2 separate regions of the Canis lupus genome follow, and region 1 is linked to region 2. Evidence: chromatin contacts called from public Hi-C data. All regions are on one chromosome and are shown on one strand. The core of a region is the stretch at or near the end of the contact, and the rest is flanking DNA. Distances in the headings are between cores, read along the strand shown.

Region 1 (4,243 bases), core at 1,483-3,982, 170 kb after region 2:
TCTCAAAAGTTACTTACAGCAGTCTGTCTGCGTGGATATCCAGCCATACTCACCTGTAGCCCCAAGAGCAATCCAGGGCCCTATACAGCTAGTTTAGAGGCCATTTCTAGACCCAGAGAATTGCTGAGGGTACACTTTCTTTTTTTCTTTTCTTTTTTTTTTTTTTTTCTTTTTTTCTTTTCTTTTCGGCTTTATTTTATTTTGGCAGAGCACGAGCAGGGGGAGGGGCAGAGGGAGGAAGAAAGAGGGATAAGCAGACTCCCTGCTCAGCAGGGAGCCTGCTGCCAGGCTCCATCGGGGACTCTGGGATCATGACCTGAGCCGAGGCAGACAGCGAACCACCGAACCACCAAACCACGGAACCACCGAACCACCGAACCACTGAACCACCGCCTGAGCTACCCAGGCGCCCCGGAGAGTACACTTTCTTGGATCCTCCGATTTTAGGATGCTGCTGGGGCGCACTTTGTTTATCCATGACAGGATAACCGGGAAGACGAAAGTGCTAGGTATATATGCTGCTTTTCTTTTTTTATATATATATATAAGATTTTAATTATTAATGAGAGGGCACCCCGGGTGCCTCAGCAGTTTAGTGCCGCCTTCAGACCAGGGCTGGTCCTGGGGACCTGGGATCAAGTCCCACATCGGGCTCCCTGCATGGAGCCTGCTTCTCCCTCTGCCTGTGTCTCTGCCTCTCTCTCTCCCTGTGTCTCTCATGAATGAATAAATAAATTTTAAAAAATAATAATTTTATTAATGAGAGATACAGATCCGGGTCTCCAGGATCACACCCTGGGCTGAAGGCGGATGCCAAACCGCTGAGCCACCTGGGCGTCCCAAATGTGCTGCTTTCAATGTGTAGTTACTACTGGCCAACAGCCTCATACATGTGTTATTTCCTCTATAGGCTGGACGAGTGGACCAATAGATGTCACAAACCTGTTAGGTGTTAATCCCCTCAGCGTAAAGTTTCCCTTTCCACAGGACTAAGGCTCTGAAAATAATGTTAATTAATAAAATCTTTATAAAAAAAAAAACGAAAATAGGGCAGCCCCGGTGGCCCAGCGGTTCAGCGCCGCCTTGAGCCCAGACTATGATCCTGGAGCCCCTGGATCGAGTCCCACATCAGGCTTCCTAGGCGGAGCCTGCTTCTCCCTCTGCCTGTGTCTCTGCCTCTCTCTCTGTCGTGAATAAATAAATAAAATCTTTAAAAAAAAGAAAATAAACGAAAATAATGTTAATGGACACATTTTCAAAAAGCAATTTGGTAATGTGTAGCAAGAGCTGTAAAAAATGTTCATATTTTTTGACCCAACACCCTCACTTCTGGGAATGTGTCCTAAGGACGTTCTCCAAATGACTGATACAAAGACTATGTAGTAACATGAAATGTTAATGATGTAATGATAAACAAGTCTGGAAGAATTGACCAAGAAATTGGCCAGAGAAAGTAGTAGTTGTGTTAGAGTAATGAGTTTATTGAAGATTATTTTTCTCTTTTCCAAGTCTTACATGTTAAAATGTTGACTTTACCCTCCTCTACCACTCAGGGTTAATCATTCAGAAACCTGGCAGAAACAATACTCAGAATAGTTGATGAAAATTTAATAAAGGAACTGTTCCCTGTTTCCTGTCCTTTCCGCTCTGGTTTCTGCAACTCTCAGTGAGTCACTCAATCATTACTGAGCACCTACTTCTTGTCTAGTGAGGGAGGCAGGCTTTCAAGTACATAAGTTGTGTTATAAATGCAATAATAAGTAGTGTGTTATAAGGAGCACAATGAAAGCAGCAACTATCAGGTGGGAGGTGTGAATCCAGGAAGGCTTCAAAGGGATGATTGGAGGGGGCCTGGGGGGCTCAGTGGTTGAGCGTCTGAGTTTGGCTCAGGTCATTATCCTGGGTCCTGGGATCTAGCCTGCTTCTCCCCCTGCCTATGTCTCTGCCTCTCTCTGTGTGTCCCTCGTGAATAAATATATAAAATCTTTTTGTTTTTAAAGAGGGATGGTTGGTTTCTGTTCAGCTTTGAAGGTTGCCTTCCAAGACAACAGGGCCACGACGCGTCCAGTGGCAGAGAAGCCTGCGACAGCATGATGCCTTTAGGAAGTTACATCTAACTCTGCGGGGCTGGAAGGACCATTGGGTGGGTGTGAAGGAACTACAGAGAGCAGGCGTTAGATCGCGCAGGGCTCCGTGCTCCAAATGTGCTCTGTACTTGGGAGCTATCGTCATATTTGCGTTTTAGAGAGGGATGGGTCTGGCCTCGGCAAAGACCGGACAGTAGGGGCAGGAATGGAAGCAGAAAAGGGTGAAGTCTTGGGGCGTCGGCTGGGTCGGCCAGCAGATCCCCCTTCTCCGCTCTGGCGCCTCCTGGCCGCCGCCGGGCCAGCGCCGCGCCTCCCGGGATCCCCTCCCCGCGGCTCCCCGGGGCCCCCGCGGGCGGCCGGCAGCGAGGCGCGGGGGCGCCCTGCCTGGGTGGTCTCCCGCCCCGCCCCCCGCGGCGCCGTCGCCTAGCAGCGGATCCTGCCGCGCGGCCCCGGGTAATTTGCGGACCCTCAGCCAATCGGAGGGCGGCGTCCCGGCCCGCTCCCTTTTTCTGCAGCCAGGGACGCCTCCCCTCCGCACTGCGCTCGCCACCTCCAGCGGCGCGGCCCGGCGCGGGCCGGTAGCTGTGCCTGCGCCCGGGCCCGTCGCCCCCGCCGCCGCCCCGCCCCGCCCCGCCCCCGCCGCTCACCCACCCCGCGGGCCCCGACGCGGGGCTCCCGGGCAGGGGTCCGAGGCCGGCTTATGGGGAATCCCAGATAACGCGGGTTGGGGGCGCCCACGCCCCCCATCCCCGCCGGCATGGCCCGGCCGCCGCCGCTCCAGGAGCTGCCCCCTGGCTATACACCCCCAGCTCGAGCCACGTCGCCCCAGGTGAGTGGAGGGGAAGCCGGGGGAAGAGACCCTGGGCCCGGGTCTGTCACTCCGCAAGGTGTGATGTCGCCCAAGTGCAGGGCTCTAGCCCCGGTTAAGCGTGCGCGCGCTTCTGCGCCTCCTGGGCATCTGCCCCGTGAGGGTGTCTGGGTCTCCCCTCTGTCCACCTGAGAACAGACGTGTGCGTGTGTGTCCTCCTCTCAGGAGACGACCTGCGCTTTCCTGGGGTGTGTATTGGGTGGAGGCTAGGAATAGAGTCAGATCTTTTCCAGCTTTGGGCCTGTGTCCGTGTAGGTCCCACCTGTCCTGCATCCAGAAGCCAAGAACCTGGGGCTTGGCAGAGGGTGTCCCTAAGGAGAAAGGGGCGGGGGGGGGGGGGGGGGGGGAGGGGGGGAGTTCATGCATCGTTGCGGTAATGCCTGGCTGACCCTTCTCTCTCCATCCCAGATCCCAGCCGGGAGCCTGAAGGCTCCACTCTGGCTTCGCGCTTACTTCCAGGGCCTGCTCTTCTCTCTGGGCTGCGGGATCCAGAGACACTGTGGCAAAGTGCTCTTCCTGGGCCTCTTGGCCTTCGGAGCCCTGGCACTGGGTCTTCGCGTGGCCATCGTTGAGACAGACCTAGAACAGCTCTGGGTGGAAGGTGAGTTGTGGACACTAGTCATGGACTTGGGTATGGTGAGCCCCAAACAAGAGCAGGGTGAGGACCTGGCGGCCAAGTTCTAGTGGGCTCAGCTCTGGGTCTGGGGAGGGTACCTGCCCGCCAGAACCTGGGCATCTGGGAGTAGCTCCCTCTTACACCTGTAAATAGACATCTGCTGATGGGGGAGTCCTGAGAATAGGTATATAGAATAGTTTATCTGTGAGTTTGTGTGTCTGTTTATTTAGCAATTCTTGCCAACTTTTTATGTATATTTTTTACTACATGGCAGGGTTTGCAAAGACGGCCAAGATCTTTCGGTAGCAAGGAAAGTAAAATATGTGCTGGGATAAAATACACCATAGAATATAGAGCAGAGTATGATTATGATGAAGAAGAAGAGGAGGCAGGGAGAGATCACACCTGACCAGGAGAATCAAGAAAATTACAACTGGGATGGGGAAACTGAGTAAATTTGCTGGCAGGCCTCAGTGGAGAGGTCCCATGCACCTAGAGTCCCATGCACCTAGGCCCCCTACAACCATTTAGTGGGGAAAAAAAAAATGGTACCGGGTCTACACTTTGAGGCAACAGCGATGTCAAATGCAACCAAATCCTCACTTCCTAATGGAATCATTAGATAAAAATGATTTCTTATTAATAATTTTAGCATAACTCCCCTGTCCAGGG
Region 2 (3,745 bases), core at 1,099-3,598:
TGGGAAAGGGGTATAGGGACATATTCCTGAGTTGGAAGACTGGCCATCCGGCGTGGTGCAGAGAACTCACCCCAACCCGTTCGTCTCCATGATAAGCCTTCGGTAACTGCGAGCGCAGTCCTCGCTGTAACCTCAACCGGAGCATAGTCTGAGATCAGGCTCCACCCCTTCCTGCAATGAGCCAAGGCCGCCGCCATGCTGAAAGTCACATGATCAGATCCCGGCAAACGCTCCTGGGCTGCCCCAGCTGCTGCCCGGAGGACCCCCACTACCTCTCTGCACCGTAAAGACCGCTGTAGCGTCGCAGCAACACCCCCACCCCCCACCCCCGGCCAAGAACTCCGCTATAACTACGCCTTTCGGTCTCATCAGGACCTTCCTCTCCTTTGATGACCTGGAAATCCCGAAGTTTCGGCCTAACACTCACTTTTACTCCCATGCCTCATGATTCTAATAACCTTATGCCTAGCAACCAGACACACAGTGGATTAAGGAACCAAGCTGCACAGGGAAATGAAATCATCAAATACTTATATTACTGGGGCACCTGGGTGGCTCAGTCAGTTAAGTGTGGGACTTGTGATTTCTGCTCAGGTCATGATCTAATGGGTGGTGTAATCTCCCCCTCCCCTCAGTGGGGCTCCACACTCCTCCTGAAGTCTGCTTGGGAGACTCTCCCTCTGCCCTTCCCCCCACTCATGTGTCCGAAATCCAGGCAACTCTCTCTTTAGAATAAATAAATCTTTAAAAATATATATTACCTACTAAGGCTAGCACTATAGTTGGTGCAGAAGTTACAATGATGACCAAGACAGCCCTTTCCTTTAAGGAGCTACAGACTGGTGGATCAGCAATCATAATAGTAAACGTTTTAAGAGTAAAAAGCTAGACAGCAAGGGCTCCTCCCTTAACTGGGGAAAGCGGTGGAGGTGTTCCAAGCAGAGGGAATAGCACGTGCAAAGAGAAGATGCAAAAGAACAAATGGCTATTACGGAAACCAGAAAAATCAACCTAGTGGAATTAAAGAGACTCTAGATGTCTTCAGGGTCCAGGTCCTGGGGGCCCTCGTTAGAGTAATGTGTCCACTTTATTCCGTAGAAGCATGGTAGCATACAAATAGCTCAGAGAGAAGAGAAGAGGGGCACTATGTTCCCAACTTACTAGGAAGAAAAGAAAAAGGGGGAAACTGTCAAAATGATATGAGATCATATATTATTTCTTTCTTGGTAACTTTGATTATTTGAAAACTATATCAAAACAAAGTTTCCATCCAAGTGTCCATCAACAGATGAATGGGGTATAGGTAAAAGGGATTATTAGTCAACCCATAAAAAGGAATTAAGTTCAATTCATGCTATCATATTGTTGTGATACTATTGTAAGTGAAATAAGACAGACCCTAAAAGACAAATATTATATGGGTCCATTTATGAAATATCTAGAATAGGCTAATTCATAGAGGCAGAAAGTAGACTGGAGTTTACCATGGCAGCCATTTTTTTTTTAATTTATTGCAGTTCTTTACTGCTTAAAGAGAAAGCCTTTCTGTTTGGAGTGATGAGAAAGTCTTGGAAATAGGTAATTGTACTCTTAAAATGGTTAACATGGCAAAAATTTTGTTGCACTTATTTTATCACAATTTTAAAAAACTAATATATCAAAAACCACTGAATTGTACACTTCAAATGAGTGACTTATATGGAGTATGAATTACATCCCAATAAAACATTTTTAAAACTGTTTGCAGGGGAGACAAAGTTTCCTTTTTCCCCCATGATTATACTTCATCAACAGCTCCTGTCCATGTTTTTGCCTCCATCCTATCTAGCCACCTTGAACCTATCTTCCCACATCAGACCTTTCCTCTCATCTGGTTCAGAATTACTGAGAGAAATTGGAACATGATCACCAGTGCCCTAGAATTAGGAGTAGCCGCCGGGATGAAGCCCGAACCACTCAAGACTCCCGAGGAGGGGATTATTCTCCCAAACATTTTAGCACCACTATCCCTAGGATGAGGAGGAGCCTGAGAGGATGTCTAGCACTCGCGGTGGGAAGGCAAAAAAAACAAGAGGGCAGAGAGCCAGAAAAATGGCTGTTGCAATGATCCAGGCTAGATAGGATGGTGGTTCGATGAGAGTAAAAAACGGCAGCAGCAATGAGGATAGACAGGGAGAGACCGATCAGCCAGAGACTACTGGACTTGGGTTTGGTTGGCTGAGTAGGAGGCACATCGGTTTGTAACACATTGACGTATCCGAGTACACAGGGTAATACGGCGAGCACGCGGGGTGCCTTTAGTCCAGGACTTACGGCGCAGGCGGGGCAGGCGGTGGGAAGCTCGGTCGGCCTCGGCGGCGGCGGCTCCCGGAGCCGGACGGCCGCCGCGGGCTCTGGTCTGCCGCTTCGCCATGGCTGGTCCCGGCCCGGGCGCGGCTCTCGAGTCCCCGCGGCAGCTGCTGGGCCGCGTGCGCTTCCTGGCAGAGGCGGCGCAGAGCCTCCGCGCAGGACGGCCGCTGCCGGCGGCGCTGGCCTTCGTGCCACGCGAGGTGCTCTACAAGCTCTACAAGGACCCGGCGGGGCCGTCGCGCGTGCTGCTGCCGGTGTGGGAGGCGGAGGGCCTGGGGCTGCGTGTGGGAGCCGCGGGCCCGGCCCCCGGAACCGGCTCCGGGCCGCTCCGCGCCGCCCGCGACAGCATTGAGCTCCGGCGCGGCGCCTGCGTGCGTACTACCGGCGAGGAGCTGTGCAACGGCCACGGGCTGTGGGTGAAGCTGACCAAGGTACCGCCCGCGCCGGGGGCGCCCCACGCGGCTCCCCTCCCATCCCCCGCACGGCGCTCGCGCGGTTCCGCGTCCTTTGCCTGGGGCTGGGCAGGGCAGGGCGGGCCGGCCGCTGGGCAGGGCCCCGACGGCTGTCCCCAGCGTGCGCGTCTCGGCAGGAGCAGCTGGCGGAACACCTGGGCGACTGCGGGCTGAACGAGGGCTGGCTGCTGGTGTGCCGCCCGGCGGAGGGCGGGGCCCGCCTCGTACCCATCGACACCCCAGACCACCTCCAGCGGCAGCAGCAGCTCTTCGGCGTGGACTACCGACCGGTGCTCAGGTCCTGCACTGGAAAGGCCGAGGCTGGCTGCTCGGCGGCACGGCCCGGAAGGGTCGGAAACTAGCCTGGCACCGGCTGGGAGCTGGGATGAGGAGAGGAAGGGGCGGGCCCTGAATGGGCCTGGGGTGGAGCTTCTGGAGGCACGGTTGGGGAGAGTCAACGCTGGGGGCAGCTCTCCGGGGGTGTCCTGTTGACCGCCGAGGCCTCCCGGTCCCATCCCCTACTCTGTGCCCGCAGATGGGAACAGGTGGTGGACCTGACATATTCTCACCGCCTTGGATCAAGGCCCCGGCCAGCCGAGGCGTACACGGAAGCTGTACAAAGATTACTGTGAGTGAACCGGAGTGGGATAGGGAGGAAGAACCTCCGGGTCCGGGCCTGACCTAATTAGGGACTTGGGGTTGCTTAGCTATGTGCCCCCGACGTGGACCTACGAGTGCGACGAGGACCTGATCCACTTCTTGTACGACCACCTGGGCAAGGAGGATGAGAACCTGGGTAGCGTGAAGCAGTATGTGGAGAGCATAGACGTTTCCTCCTACACGGTGGGTTCTGGGACTCTTCCCACCCCAAGCAAGATGTCGCTTCTTGCTAGATCCAGAACCCTCACCTTTAGGCCAGGGCCAAAACCCCACACACCAGACTC

The links. Hi-C and Micro-C count contacts between places; a contact is called where the count stands out from the background.
Region 1: a contact with region 2 is called in a Hi-C map of amygdala, with 5 times the contacts expected there. The contact joins the promoter of PTCH2 here to the promoter of HECTD3 in region 2. A contact is called at or near these places in 3 of 9 Hi-C or Micro-C datasets (amygdala and blood).

The regions. Positions count from the first base shown.
Region 1 is chr15:15,578,458-15,582,700 of UU_Cfam_GSD_1.0, forward strand. PTCH2 (protein patched homolog 2) reads left to right here and starts at 2,733. Exons shown (of 24, transcript XM_038558255.1): 1 at 2,733-2,916; 2 at 3,364-3,556. The coding sequence starts at 2,845.
Region 2 is chr15:15,409,282-15,413,026 of UU_Cfam_GSD_1.0, forward strand. HECTD3 (E3 ubiquitin-protein ligase HECTD3) reads left to right here and starts at 2,349. Exons shown (of 21, transcript XM_038558250.1): 1 at 2,349-2,780; 2 at 2,939-3,099; 3 at 3,337-3,429; 4 at 3,509-3,644. The coding sequence starts at 2,412. UROD (uroporphyrinogen decarboxylase) reads right to left here and starts at 190. Exons shown (of 9, transcript XM_038558251.1): 1 at 71-190. The coding sequence starts at 90.